Linked DNA regions of Zea mays: all the other regions are linked to region 1. The links are chromatin contacts, called in public Hi-C maps. All regions are on one chromosome and are shown on one strand. Each heading gives the region's core, a stretch centred on a gene start, on an enhancer-like site or on the middle of the called end of the contact. The rest is flanking DNA. Distances are from core to core; before and after follow the strand shown. Region 1 holds the start of LOC100193682. Region 2 holds the start of LOC103648828 (ABC transporter C family member 4). Region 3 has its middle 52 kb from the start of LOC103648828.

What was found. Hi-C and Micro-C count contacts between places; a contact is called where the count stands out from the background.
Region 2: a contact with region 1 is called in a Hi-C map of leaf, with 5 times the contacts expected there. The contact joins the promoter of LOC103648828 here to the promoter of LOC100193682 in region 1. A contact is called at or near these places in 5 of 25 Hi-C or Micro-C datasets (bundle sheath, ear and leaf).
Region 3: a contact with region 1 is called in a Hi-C map of endosperm, with 6 times the contacts expected there. The contact joins the enhancer-like site here to the promoter of LOC100193682 in region 1. A contact is called at or near these places in 2 of 25 Hi-C or Micro-C datasets (endosperm and leaf).

What each region holds. Positions count from the first base shown.
Region 1 is chr2:107,072,106-107,076,995 of Zm-B73-REFERENCE-NAM-5.0, reverse strand. LOC100193682 reads right to left here and starts at 2,096. Exons shown (of 3, transcript NM_001358862.1): 1 at 1,730-2,096; 2 at 1-1,331. The coding sequence starts at 1,229.
Region 2 is chr2:106,456,660-106,461,549 of Zm-B73-REFERENCE-NAM-5.0, reverse strand. LOC103648828 (ABC transporter C family member 4) reads right to left here and starts at 3,041. Exons shown (of 12, transcript XM_020548375.1): 1 at 2,849-3,041; 2 at 518-2,781. The coding sequence starts at 2,707.
Region 3 is chr2:106,508,037-106,512,926 of Zm-B73-REFERENCE-NAM-5.0, reverse strand. No RefSeq gene overlaps it. Among protein-coding and RNA genes, the nearest start is that of LOC103648828, 52 kb to the right of the region's middle. Within about 2 kb of position 1,891, at least 19 of the 20 cell types and tissues checked have an H3K27ac peak or open chromatin away from gene starts, as enhancers often do. A contact at or near this core is called in endosperm and leaf, where this site is marked.

The DNA of each region.
Region 1 (4,890 bases), core at 847-3,346:
ATGCTCTCCTGTTGCATCATTGAGACAAGACCAAGGATTGAGTGCATTGGCCTTCGCATTCCGTCGTACATTGCAGTCTGGAAGGAATTCCGAGCTTCCCCTGCCCTCATGGCTTCATGCTTTGCCTGCAGCAAGTCCCTATACTGCTCAGCAAGTTTCTCTCGCATCAGCTGAGACTCCTCTAGGAGTGCAGCATGTGACAAAGCGACCGCAACTTGGTCAGCAACTACTTCAACAATCTCCAACTCTCTTCTACCCCACCCCAATGAACCATCATTAGGCAAAACCAGAACCAAGATAGCATAGCTCGTCTGCATCACTTCTGGAGTCCCTCCTTTGAAATTTGACACCCTTAACATCGGCATCCTTATTGCAGCCACAGGCCCCACGTCAAGCTTGCGGGTAGCAACCCCTAGTGCCGAATCTGGCCCAAGAACTTTTGCGTCCTTGGTAGCCTTTATTTCTTGAACATCTGGATCATCAATAGGAATCGAGCAGTTCTGCTGGTCCATTATATCCCTTTCCCTTGGCTGATGAGTTAAGATCATCTCGCTCCTGGTTTCATCGGGCATCCAGACAGCACAATTCTGCAGTTCCAGCGCTTTCGAGAGCTCAACCATGGTGGTGTACAAGATGGTGTGCCTGTCGAGCGACTTGCGGATCTCCTGTGTGAGCATACGCACATGCCAGCTCGCCTCTTCTTTCATTTTCATCATCCCCACCTCCCGGTCCAGCTCACGTGCCTTGTTCACCAGGAAGTTTTCCCTGACCTTCACCCTCAGGAGCTGCGGTATCAGTGTCAGCAGCGTGATGGCTGTGGCGAAGGAGACTAGTGCCGTCATGAACTTGGCGACGGTGAGGGCGAGCACGAGGTGGAAGGAGTGCGGGTCGTAGGTGAACACGGTGATGAGGTGCGTGAGGCCGCAGAGCACGATGAAGGCGCCGAACTGCAGCACGATCCATTTGAGGGGGAAAAGGTCGGAGCAGGTGGCGAAGTAGAGCAGCTCGAGCGGGATGGAGAAGTAGGCCGCGGCGATGAGGAAGTCGCTGACCTTCTGGCATTGCAGGATGTTGTAGGTGCTCGAGAGGGCGCCGTCGTCGGCGTCGTCGCAGCCGCAGTGGCCGAAATCGACGGACGCCGCCGACGGCGAGAGGAGCAGGGAGGAAAGGAGCAGGAGGATCCACACGGAGGAGACGGAGACCCCGCACGGCGCCGTTCCCACCACCATCGGCTCTACCACCAACCAGGCTTCATTCAGACGTGCATTTGCGCATTCCTGCACCGACTGGAGGCGCTCGGCGTCGATTCCACACTGCACGCGCCGACGCTCCTGCATTCATCAGATGTAGTATAAGTACAAATTGAACGCAGTTAACATCACAGCTTTGCAATCAATCAAACCGCGGCACACAAATCAAGATCTGGCGAAAAGCAAATCGATGCCTTTGGGCGGTTGGGCTTGGGCACGTGTTGAAGATTTAATCCTTCCAAAAAATAGCATCGAAATACATGTATCGGTCAAAACCGAATCCATCAGTCCACCATGGATCTTGTTATACACGTACTCCAGAAGGTAAAAATATGGGCCAGAGTAGGTAGGAGATTTAGAACAGCCCAAATCCGATAAACCCCCGAGCTCGAAGCATTCCACAGTCCGGTAAAAAAAAATCCAAACATATTTGTTGAACTGAAGGAAAAAAGCATGGAGGAGTAACTAACGCTGCCCACCTTCGGCGTTCGGCCATCTTTCCTGCAGGCTGCAGCAGCAATCTTCCAGAGGAGGAGAGGAGGTAGTAAGGTCGCCAAGAAACACGGTGGAGGCACCGGTACTAGCACCAGCACCGTCTCCACGTGGGCCGGTCACGGATCGAGCCAGGAAACCTCGGCACCGGCGGGAGACCGGAGCTCGGCGGATCCATAGTCACGAGGCCGCCGAGAAGAAAAAAAAAGGTCTGTTTTTCCTTCCCTTCCCTCACCGCTGGGCGCTTGAGCTGGGCGGAGAGAGCGACGTCGGAAGGCGGGGAGCGCGCGGCCTTCGTGGTGGGGGTGGCTGGGGGTGAGGGCGCTACGCGACGACCGGACCAGCGGAGCTGAGTAGGAAGAGTAGGCGATGCTTCGGCAGTTCAGCGGGTCGAGCAGGGGGGTTGGGTTGTCTCTCCGGCGGGGTTCACTAAACCGGTTGAGGGTTTGTTCGGTTCTATCCTAATTTATATGGATTGAGAAAGATTTAGTGAATTTTAATCTTAGTAAGTTAAAATTTCTTTCAATTTGAATCAATTACTTCCAATCTATATAGATTGAAAATAACCGAACAAGATCTGAGGGGTGAAATTGTGAAAACATGTGCCCATCGATACCGGTGAAAATAGGTAGGAATTGGTCAAAAAATTTTAATTCAAAACCCATAAATCGATAAGACTGATTAATCGGTTTTTGGCCTGATAAATCGACAGCATAGAAATAAAGACCGAGCTATATGTATTTTGTAAATAAAGCATATTAAGGCTCCATAATTTAAACAAAAGATGACCCTAAACAATATCACAATTTTAATAATAATATTTAGCAGTTTCATAGTTCACAAACAATGACGAAGATAAAAATACACCATTCATAGTTCACAGTTGTTGCTCCGTCAAAGATCATTCACACATGGTGCATTCCACTGATATTGTGCTTGTGCCATATTATACTCCTCCGTTGATAGCAACATAATACCTTGCTCATGTATCAATTGTGCATTGTACCCTGTCCAAGTCTGATCGGTCCACGAAGAAGTCGTAATCCATGACTCCACCAACATTTGGTAGTACTTAATGTCCTCCCATTCGTACACCCACCTCATTGGTTACTGTGTCACCTCACCAACCGGATAATTGGCATAGGAAAGTAGGGGTGAAGACGAACCTTGTCTTTTATTGCTAGAATCGGGGTCTGATATGCTTGTTGTAGGCCTTGGAGTCTGATCCCTATGTGTCCTACACTGGCAGGTGCGCCGTGATCATGGTCTTATGTAGTGTATTCGTATTGGGACTCCCTACATAGTTATGAAAACATGGTTAGATATCAATCACTAATTTATTAAGAACTAAATGTAATGATACATATGAAATGTATCGAAGCCATCTAAGACCCACTTGGCCACTTTAACACCATAAATTTAGGTGTATAAAATTTCTTCTCTAGTATCTACCAAATTTAGGTGTTACCTCTCTTCTTCTCTCTATAGTTTCCTTTTTCTCTCCCTTTTAGTAGAGGTTTGGTTATTTTATTTGGAGATGTATTTGAAAGGGAAATAGGCTTACACCTTTTCCTAATTGATTTTGGTGGTTGAATTGCCCAACACAAATAATTGGACTAACTAGTTTGCTCTAGATTGTAAGTCTTACAGGTGCCAAAGGTTCACAACAAACCAATAAAAAGACCAAGAAAGGGTTCAAATAAATAGAGCAAAAGATAATCCAAAGGAAGCTCTGGTCTGGCGCACCGGACTGTCCGGTGCACCAGGGAACCCAACTCTGAACTTGCCACCTTCGGGAATTCGGGAGGCCGCTCCGCTATAATTCACCGGACTGTCCGGTGCACCAAGCGGAGCAACGGCTCCAAGCGCCAACGGTCGTCTGCAATGGCTATAGTGAACAGGAACAGTGCCGACTGCGCGCGCAGAGTCAGAGCAGGCGTCAGAAGGCGCACCGGACAGTGAACAGGACCTGTCCGGTGCACCACCGGACTGTCCGGTGACCCAGTTGTCAGAAGCTCCAACGGTCAGAACCCAACGACCTGGTGACATGGGTGGCGCACCGGACTGTCCGGTGCGCCATACGACAGCAGCCCTCACCAACGGTCCTTTTGGTGGTTGGGGCTATAAATACCCCCCAACTACCACACTTCAATGCATCCAAGTTTTCAGCCATCAAACCTCATACAAGAGCTCTAGACTTCATTCCAAGACACAAACAAAGAGATCAAATCCTCTCCCAAGTACAAAGATCATTCCAATCAAATAGTGACTAGTGAGAGAGACAATTGTGTTCATTTGAGTTCTTGCGCTTGGATTGCTTTTCTTCTTCCTTCTTTCTTGTTTCCAACTCAATTGTAATCAAGGCAAGAGACACCAATCGTGTGGTGGTCCTTGTGGGGACTTAGTGTCCGATTGATTGAGAAGAGAAGCTCACTCGGTCTAGGTGACCGTTTGAGAGCGGGAAAGGGTTGAAAGAGACCCGGTCTTTGTGACCACCTCAACGGGGATTAGGTTTGCAAGAACCGAACCTCGGTAAAACAAATCACCGTGTCATCCGCCTCATTTGCTTGTGATTTGTTTTCGCCCTCTCTTTTGGACTCGATTATATTTCTAACGCTAACCCCGAAACTCTATAAATTTCAGATTTGCCTATTCACCCTCCTCTGGGCGACTTTCAATTGGTATTAGAGCCCGGTACTTCATTAGAGCCTAACCGCTTGAAGTGATGTCGGGAGCATCCGCCAAGAGGGAGATCGGGACCGGCGACAAGTCCGCAAGCTCGGGGAGAACGCACTCAAGGGAGTCCGCTCACAAGCACAAGGAGGAATCCTCTTCCTCCATCAAGTCTCAACGGAAGGGTTACAAGAAGAAGAAGATGAAGAAAGTGGTCTACTACGAGACCGACTCTTCGTCACCCTCCACCTCCGGCTCGGAATCGACATCCGTCACTTCTAAGCGCCATGAGCGCAAGAAGTATAGTAAGATGCCCCTTCGCTACCCACGTATTTCAAAACGCACTCCATTACTTTCCGTCCTATTAGGCAAACCACCTATGTTTGATGGTGAAGATTATTCTATGTGGAGTGATAAAATGAGGCATCACCTAACCTCACTCCACAAAAGCATATGGGATATTATTGAGTATGGA
Region 2 (4,890 bases), core at 1,792-4,291, 620 kb after region 1:
ATTTAGGTGAACAGTAACTATCAGGAAAAAAATATCGCACAGTTAAAATGAAAACCTTCACACTACAAAGCATGTAAGTAAACTGATGGATAGGCTTTCAATCAAACATGAAACAGACATAGCTCAAAAAGAGCTGGAAACCATGTCTGGTTTATAGAGGCATTTTATCGAACAAATGGTGGCCTTTGTACAAAGGACTCCAAACCAGCATGCCAACACAAAGCATAATATCATACGAGTTGGAATGGAGAGTTACTTGCATGATTTGCATCCATTCCAACCAGAACAAGTGAGCAAACAAAATGCTAATCAATCTAATTCAATTTCTATTGCATTTGTGGTTCCATACTTCTGTAGAATATAATGCGTATGGAGAATGTTGACTCAGGATGCTGACCAAATTGACAGTTCTGTATGCTGGTGATGACTTCCGAAGAATGTTAGAAAACTTAATGAAAAATATTCCATGGTATTGCTACTAACAATGTTGGCTTTTAATCAGAAATATCACACTCACCGTGCCGGAGATCTTCTCCATCTCCCCCATGATGCAAGAAAGCAGTGATGACTTGCCAGATCCTACCATCCCAACCACTGCCACAAGTTCACCCTTCCTTACCTCAACATTGATCCCCTTCAGCACCGTCTCCAGTACCGGTGTCCCCTCCACATCTTTCTCCTCCTCGCTTTCACCATCCTCACTTTCTTTCCTCTGCTTGTTTCCCCTCATGTCCCACGCAAAAACACCGTCACACACCTCCACGACCACCGCGCTAGTGTCAATGCCGGTGCCGTCCACCTGCTCCACTGCCGAGTCATCAAGCTCTGCATCAAGAAGGTATCTATCAAGCCTGCCAACAGACACGGTTGCCTGCGTCACAGCAGCGATCGCCTCGGGGAAGCTCTGCATAGGTCCGTCCAGCATTCGGAAGAATGCGGTCGCCGTGAAGACCTTCCCGGCATCGAGCTGGATGCCAGTCAACACGCACGTGCCGAACACAAGCACGGTCATGGCGAGAGGGCCGCTCCAGAGCACGACGGTGTTAGCACACATGAAGTACATGGACTTGGCTAGCCACCCGAGCTCTTCTTCCCGGAGCTTGCGGATCTTGTTCCCGAACGTCTCCTCCCACGCCTGCAGCTTGATGACGCCGATGTAGTTAAGCAGCTCGGTGATGGCCTTCATGCGCTCGTCGCGCTTGGCGAGGAACTTGAACTGGTACTCGATGTTGAGCTTGTTGGCAAAGGCCACGACCACGGTGACCACGGCGATAGCAGCGACCGCAGTGAGCACGGCGGGGCCGAGGTGGGTGTAGAGAAGGGCAAGAGCGACGGCGATCTCCAGTGGCATGAGCCAAAGGTTGTGGAGCTGGTGCGTGACGTCAGCCACCTCTTGGGCGTCCACCTCCATGTAGTTCACGATCGCACCGGCGCCGTGCGCCCGGCGCGCGCCCGTGGACAGCCGCAGAGACTTCCGGTACACAGCGGCGAGCAGCGCGGCGTTGATGCGCATGCCCAGCTTCTGGCCCTGGAACTCGTAGTGGTGCGACGCCAGCGTCTCGGCCGCCTTGCCAACGAGGAGGACAGCGACGAGCTGCAGCCCCTCCGTGAACTCCCCGCCGCGTCGCACGAATTCGACGAACCGGTCCACAAGCGACGGGCCGATGTACATGACCGAGAGGTGCGCGACGCCGAGCACGGCGGTGAGAAGGAACTGCGGCCAGAAGGAGCGCAGCAGCGCGGTGAGCACCGGGCGCTGAGCCTTGGACGAACCTGGCGCCGGCGCGGGCCAGTTGGAGGTGAAGAGCACGTACGCCGCCTCGGCGGTGTCGGGCGGCGCCACGGGCGGGACTTGGTCGGCCGCGAGCGTCGCTCTGGAGCCCTTGGCGATGAGCGGGTTGATCCATCCGAACGTGGCTAGCGAGAACCACGACGCCGTGGCGTACGTCTCCTCCGTGGCGGCGGCGGCACGACCACCACCATTGGAATCGACGACGAGGCCGGTGGAGCCGGTGGCCGAGAAATAGAGTAGCGGGAGCGAGAGAGCCAGCCACGCGAACGCAAGCGGGTCATCGGGGACGAGCGGCTCGGCGGCGGCGTACCGCGCAGCCGCGCACCCGGCGTAGAGCGCGGCGAAAGCGGCCGTGGCGAGCCAGAAGAACCTGAGGTGGAGTGGGTGGAGTCGCGCGGGTGACGTCCCTGCCGTGTTCTTCTCCACCGCGACAACCCATGCGGCCGCGAGGTGCGCGACGGCGTGCGCGGCGAGGAACGCGCACTCCGCCGCAAGCAGCCCCGTGGTCCTCCCGCTGCGGCGCAGCAACGCGAGGAGAAGTAGAAGCACAAGGGCGGCCGCCGCTTGGACCGCGGAAGTCGCGAGCGCTAGGCCGTGCTGGAAGCTCCAGCTACGGCGGAGGGGAGGCGGCGCCTGGTCCGTGGTGGCCGGCTTGGCGAGGAGGGGCTCCCGCTCGCGGTGGTCGAGGCCGAGGCTCAGGCCATCGTTGCTCCGGGCGAGGCGGGCGCGTAGGATGACGGCGAGCGCAACGACGAGGAATAGGAGGTCGATCGCGGCGAGCAGCGCGCGCTGCAGGCAGGGGGAGAGGAAGAGGAAGGCGAGGCGGCCGGCGACGGAGGACGCGGCGGGCGTCGGCGGCGCGGAGCAGGCAGTGGTGGCGAGCCACCACGGGAGGGCGGAGGGTGGGGCCTCCATCACTGGCAAGTGGCCCGTGGTGGTACCTCACATTTGGGTTTGGGTGCGACGAGGCGGGAGGCCGTGGCGAAGTTCTGTCGGAGAGGACAGGACCTCAGTAGTCAGTATAGCAGCACCGCAAGCGGAGAAGAAAGCAATTACCTAGTCCTAGTGAGCGTTGGTGAACGGCGACTGGTCAAGGAACGTAACGCGGCGGCGCGGAATACTCTGCGACTGTGAACGCCAACGCCGGTGCGGACGGGGCGAGGGGCGCCGACGATATCGAAGTAGAAAATTTGGCACTAGCTAGCTACGCTAGGCGGCGCATATTGAAAATTTTAAAATGCCCGCAGTCAGGATAATCCGCAGTCGCCATGCCAGGATAATCCGCAGTCGCCGCCGGCGTAAACTATCCTAGTACCACGTCCACGTTCACTTTTCATCCAGAAAGCATTTGAAAAACAAAATGAAGGAATAAAGCCTACTACTGCCTGTGAGCGTCGCGGAGACGCGGACTACTGCAACATTTTCCACTTATTGCATCATTTCTTCTTCTTTTTGTTTTTGGCGCTGGCAGTATTTAAACTTGCAAGACCTTTTGCGTGCCTTTGGTCTAAAAGAAGAAACGGCTTAGAAAAGTCAAATCTAGTAGTAGTAGGTGTTGGAATGACACCACCGTTGTCTTTCTTTTCTCTAAATCGAACAACTCCATTTTTTTATTAGAAACATTCAAATAGAATTAATCTTAGCAACCAAGGAACTGGTTTGGCGCTGATACAACTCCAAGTCCAACAACGCTTAGCCAAGGAACTGAATTGTTCGAATCTGTTAGGCATCCACACTTATGAAACTATAGGATACATTCGAGCCGGTCGGGCCGGCCGGTTCCAAGCCCGAAAAGACCCGATCTATTTGTATTTTGGGTCAGACCGGCCTGTTTGAATTTCAATCCTCTGAAGATATTGAAAATCAAGACAACATGAATTTCAAACTCAGCAAAACTCGCGCATACGTAGCGCTGGGTGATTTGAGGCCTAAACCACCAAACCTGTCGTGAGCACCGCACCTCGTCCACGTACTCCACGACCAGACGCATGTCCCGTCAGTCCTCGACCACGCCGGCAGCGCGGTCCACTCCACCACTTCCTCGCGCAAGTCTGTGTCCTAGGTGTCAACCACCGCGGCTGGTCACCCGTCAGTCAAGAACCAGCACTCGCCCTTCACCGCTCCTTATCCATCAGCACGAGCCTGCATGACCTTCACCTCAGTCGTCGACCACAGTCCCTTTGCTCCACACCTACACACCACAAGCCGACCGACATGGTTGCACAAGCATAATCTCACACTTTTGTCAGTCCACTGACTACCCCAGAGTTATATCCGTTGACAATCACTCATCATCAACCCGAACCACAAGGTACAAAGTCAACCTTATGTTCGCAATCTCTCCCTTGATGAGTGCATTGTCAAAACCACCATATGAGCATATATAAACAGAAAGAGGAAGACAAAAGAGAAACTCACTCAAATGACCAAAAGCCATATAAAAGCCAGACAAGTCATTTAGAGTAAGCAAAACTTGGTCCCCAAAGAAATGGGCAACGGCTCAACACGACCAAGCAATAAAAGGCTAGCCCTCAATAAGAGGCAAAAACAGGGCTCAACACCATTAGCCAGTAGCAACAAATCTCATCGGAGCACAAAAAGCTTTATCGGAGCATAAAAATCAATTCAGAGCATAAAATCAGCACAAAATCTAAAATCAAAGCTAGTTCCTTCAGAAAGATGCAAACGGCTCAACACAACTAGCAAAAGCTCCAAAAGGCTCAACTCTCCTCCCCCTGTCACAATACTCCCAAAAATCTCTACCAAAGACAAATAACTCCAAATAACACATCCCTCCCCCTTGGATGAGAGGAAGCCCGAAAGACCAAATTCTCCCCCTAGATAGAGGAACCGGAAAATCAAAATCTCTCTCCCTTGTTGACAAGTGAACTCATCAAGCACAAACAAGGGTAGAAAGAAAAACTCCCACTCGACAAGAGAACTCCCCCTGAGAAAAAGCAGAAATGCAACAGAGAGTAGAAAATAGAGAAAATGCAGGACCTTCAGGAGTATACCAGTGTAAAGCCCAAATTTTGTTTAAGATAAAAAAATACAATAAATAAATGAATACACTTATATGTTGGTGTTTTGGGAATTAT
Region 3 (4,890 bases), core at 642-3,141, 560 kb after region 1:
TCCTAAGGGAAATAATACTTCGATGGACGAAGGACTTTATCAATTAACATTTTATGTGTTGCCTTGTTCTTAATTCATAGCATTTAAGAACAAGTCCCCAATAGAAACAAATGTCACATCATTAATATATAATGGAGTTCAGTACAAAATAGTTAAATAATTACATCATACGAAGACAACAATCCAGCAACCAAAGGTTACTGGGAGACGACGGCCTAGATCACTCACGAACTCGTCACGACATCCTCCATGCACCTTATCCTGTGGTACATGTCCTTGACATGGGGAGGATGTGAGTACAGCAAGGGTGAGCTCACATACGTTCATCGCTCAACAAGTTGTGGGGAATAATGTGCATGAACTCACCAAAGGTGGGAGCTTTTGTGAAGTGTAAGGCTTACCAAAGGAGATGATTAAAGCTGAGCATTGCTTTTTGTAACAACCAAAACCTTGTTTTAGTTATTTAAATAATTCTCCCAAGATTTGAGAATAGAATGACTTCCAATAATAGATCTCTTTAGAAGGAATATTTTACTAAAATAAATAGTAATATTGAAAGTGTGGCTGTTCAAATGTTAAATTTAAAACTTTGAAAGTATAATTAATACTTGAGAATGTTCACTAAGATACGTAATGGTGGTATATCAGAAATCGTTTTCTTAAAATAACATCTTTTGTGAATACTAATTTTATATTGCAAAACATTCCTTGTTAAATAGAAAATGGGATAATAAATAAATAAATAAATAAGACCTTTGCACCCATGCTGGGATTTTTCTTTGTTTGCTCATTCAAATTGATATAAAGTTTGAACTTTATTTGGAATTTGAATCTAAATTAAAAATAAGTAAAAGGAAAAGAAATCAGAAAAAGAAAATAAAAAAGAAAAGCAAATGGACAAACTAGTTCTTGGGCTGATTTCCCTCCCCCTCTGCCTAGTTACCCTTTCCCACTGCCCTGGCCCACTCTCAACTCACCCCCACGCCAGCCCACCTCCACCTCCCGTCATCGCCGACATGTGGGCCCCATTGGTCGGCCACTCCGCACTCGCGCACTAGCGATGGGCCATGGCTTGTGGGCCTGATTGGCCAGCGTCTCGCGTGCGTGTATCTATCTCGGCTGAAACCGACATGTGGAGCCAGTTTATCAGGAGTCCTTCACCACCAAATCCACGCGTAACAAACCCATGTGTGCGTCCGCCGGGGCATGTTCACCCGGCCACCGCGGACTTTGTCGCTGCGGACTCTGCCGCCGCTCTATAAAATCATGAGGCCTCTAGCCCCTGCCAGCATGGGAGCCCCCCAAGAACGCGTAATGCCTCGCCACAAGAACCGGGGGGATCGGTGCGGAAGAAGAGACGCCGCCACGGGGGAAACTGAGGAACGTCGTCGCTCGGGGTGGAGCATGGGGTCAGGGAGCTTCGCATTCTCTTGAGGAGCGTGTCGATGGTTATCGTTGAGCTCTGGTGGCCAAAAATTGGTGGCAATTGCTCGTCGGGCTCGGTAAGGACAGCCCTGCTCCATCCATCGTCGATGGGAGTCTGCGCGGCCCAATAGCTGGTAACTACCCACCCCTGCCGTTCGCCTTGTCCTATTCATAGCGTAGAACCGATCGTTCATGATAATGGTGTACCAGGGCACCGGCGCTGTTTGCCAGCCATGGCCGCCGTCGCACAAGCCCTGTGCTCCGCGTTGAGAGAGCAGGGTTGAGGGAGAAGAGTGGTGGTCATCGGTCCTTGGATCGACGGTGGAGATCGAGTATAAAGGATAAAATTTGGTGGGTGGCATGTGTACCGTAGATCTCGTTGTTTGCGCCAGGATTAAAAGGTCCATACCCCCCTGCTTCACGTTCTGATTTGGTCCGTTGGATCGGAGACGAGAGGAGAAGATTACATATGGGCATGGGTCATCCCGGACTGTTGATCCATGATCCAACGGTGGTGGATGAATACTGGTTCACATGAGTTTAAAATCTAATCTGGACCGTTTAGGTTAGATCGGGTGGCTAGGATGGCTGTGTACCCCTTCGGACCCGGCAATGTGCAAAAGAGCCCCTCGGCTTTCACAAAATCAACCTGCAGTTCTCTTAGGTTCAAAGAACCTCGCAAACTAGTCCTAAAATTTGTAATCAAACCCCTGTACTTATAGAGAATCATGCCTGCCGTCCACTAAGGAAGATAATTTATATAAAACGAATCTGAAAATGATTTTAAGTATAAGAATAATTCCATAAACTTAGATAATCTATATTTTATGCATTTTGAATATGTTTTGATCCATTCCAATTGCATTAGATCCATAATAATATTGTTTATCCCCTGGTAGCTTTATTTTGTTATGAAACCTAAATTGATTATGTATTTAATCTCTTTTGTACCCCACTCCTAAATCTTTAGAAAATCATAACTTCATAACTGTAGCTCCGAATTTAGCGGTTCTCGAACCTACGATCTCGTAGCGACGCGTAGAATATTATTATGCAGCTTGTGCTTATGTTTGGTGTCATGTTAATTTTGCATATACCATGTTTGCTTGTATTGCTACGAATAGCAGTGAGGTCATTAGAATCTGAAGACCATCCTGGTACCTAGAATCTAGAGTCTAATGCAAGTTGTGCTCTTGATTACTCCTTTTTACCTAATAATGTTTGTTGTTAATCACTGTGATACGCTCAGGTTAATTTGATGGGACGTAATAGGTTTTCCCTAGCATTGTTTATCCCACACCTTGCAAACAGATGAATTATTGGGTAGATTTGCTATTGCTCTACCTGGTTTTAGGAAACTAATGTTTTATTATGATCATGTTCCAATTATGTTGTTAAATTTTTGTTCATGATAAAATCATATTTTTAATTGGAATATGGAGAACCACCCGGGAAAACAGTGCTATCACAAGGGTGGTACGGGACGCCCTTGGCTGACTAATTAGGAAAGCTAGTGGAGGACTACCTTACCCGAAAGGGGCAAGGACAGTAGGGGAGTGGTCGGTATAGAAAGGTTCGAGGGCTGATTTTGTTGTGATGTCTTTTCAGACGAGGGATTCCTATGTTACACTCCCTAGAACTGTGGCGGGTTTTCTGAAGCTAGTGTAACTTTATAAAGGCCTCATAGTGGTACCCTGCCTTGCTTCCTTGGTAGAGGTGTATGGGGTCCGATCAACCCCATGGAAAATGGGTAACACGACTTGTGGGTAAAGATGTGCAACCTCTGTAGAGTGTAAAACCGGTATATCAACTGTGCTCACGGTCATGAGCAGCTCGGACACCCACATGATTAATTTATGGAATTAAACTTAATTTGTCATATGCATTGCATTGTGGGTGTTGTTATTAATTTCGATCTCTTACTAAATTGGGTTGGTATCTACTTATACCTAGTAACTGCTAATAAAATTTTGACCAACATTAAAAGCAATGTTCAGCTTTAACCATCCTCTTTGGTAAGCCTTACACTTCACATGAGCTCCCACCTTTGGTGAGTTCATGCACATTATTCCCCACAACTTGTTGAGCGATGAACGTATGTGAGCTCACTCTTGCTATACTCACATCCCCCAGGTCAAGAATAGGTACCACAGGATGAGGCGCGTGAAGGATGCTGAGATGAGTTCGTGAGAGGTCTAGACCGTCGTCTCCTAGTCAACTTTGGTTGCTGGATCATTGTCTTCATATGATGTAATTATTTAACTATTTTGTACAGAACTCCTATTATATAGTAAAGATGTGACATTCGTTTTTGTACCATGAGTCATCATATGTGTGAGACTTGATCCTAGTAAACTTGGTGATTATTTCACGCACAGGTTTTGGACTCACTAGAACCCAGGTGTGACACTTTTAAAGTTGGTCAAATTTTTATTAACAGTTACTAAGTGTAAGTACATACCAACCCAAATAAATAAGAGATCGAGATTAATAATAACACCCACCATGCAGTGTAAATGACAAATTAAGTTTAATTTCAGAAGTTCCAGAAGTTAATCATGTGAGTGTCTGAGCCGCTCATGACCGTGAACACGGCTGATATACCAGTTTTACACTCAGCAGAGGTTGCACATCTTTACCAACAAGTCGTGTTACCCATTTGCCATGGGTTTGTACAGACCCCATACACCTCTACTAAGGAAGCGAGGCAGGGTAGCACTACGAGGCCTTTCCAAAGTTTCACTAGTTCAAGAAAACCCGCTACGGATTTAGAAAGAAGGAAGCATAGGAATCCCTCGTCCGAAAAAGCTTTACAAACAGTTCGACCCGAGGACATCCCTATACTCTGTAGCGACACCTCCCCGCTTGCCCCTACCCGGTAAGGTAATTTCACCCTAGCTTTCCTAATTACTTGTCCAAGGTTGTCCCATTCCACCCTTGTGGTAGCACTATTTTTCCAGGTGGTTCTCCATGTTCCAATTAACAATATGATCTTACCATGAACAATAATTAAACAACAACATAATTGGAACATGATCATAATAAAACATTAGTTTCTCGAATCCAGGTAGAGCAATAGCAAATCTACCCCATAGTTCATCTATTTCCAAGGTGGGGGATAAACAATGCTAGGGAAACGTATTAGGTCCCAATCAAATTAACCTGAGCATGTCACAGTGATTAACAATAATATTATTAGGTAAAAAGGAGTGATCAAGGACACAACTTGCCTTAGACTCGAGATTCCCAGGTACCAATTTAGTCTTCAGAATCCCGTGAACTCACCGCTATTCGTAGCAATACAAACAAACATGGTATAGGCAGAATTAACATCACACCAAACATAAGAACAAACAGCGTAAGAATATTCTACTCGTTGCTATGAGATCATAGGTTCGAGAACAACTAAAATCAGAGTTACGGTGAAAAAGATATGATTTTCTAAAGTATTATAAGTGATTATAC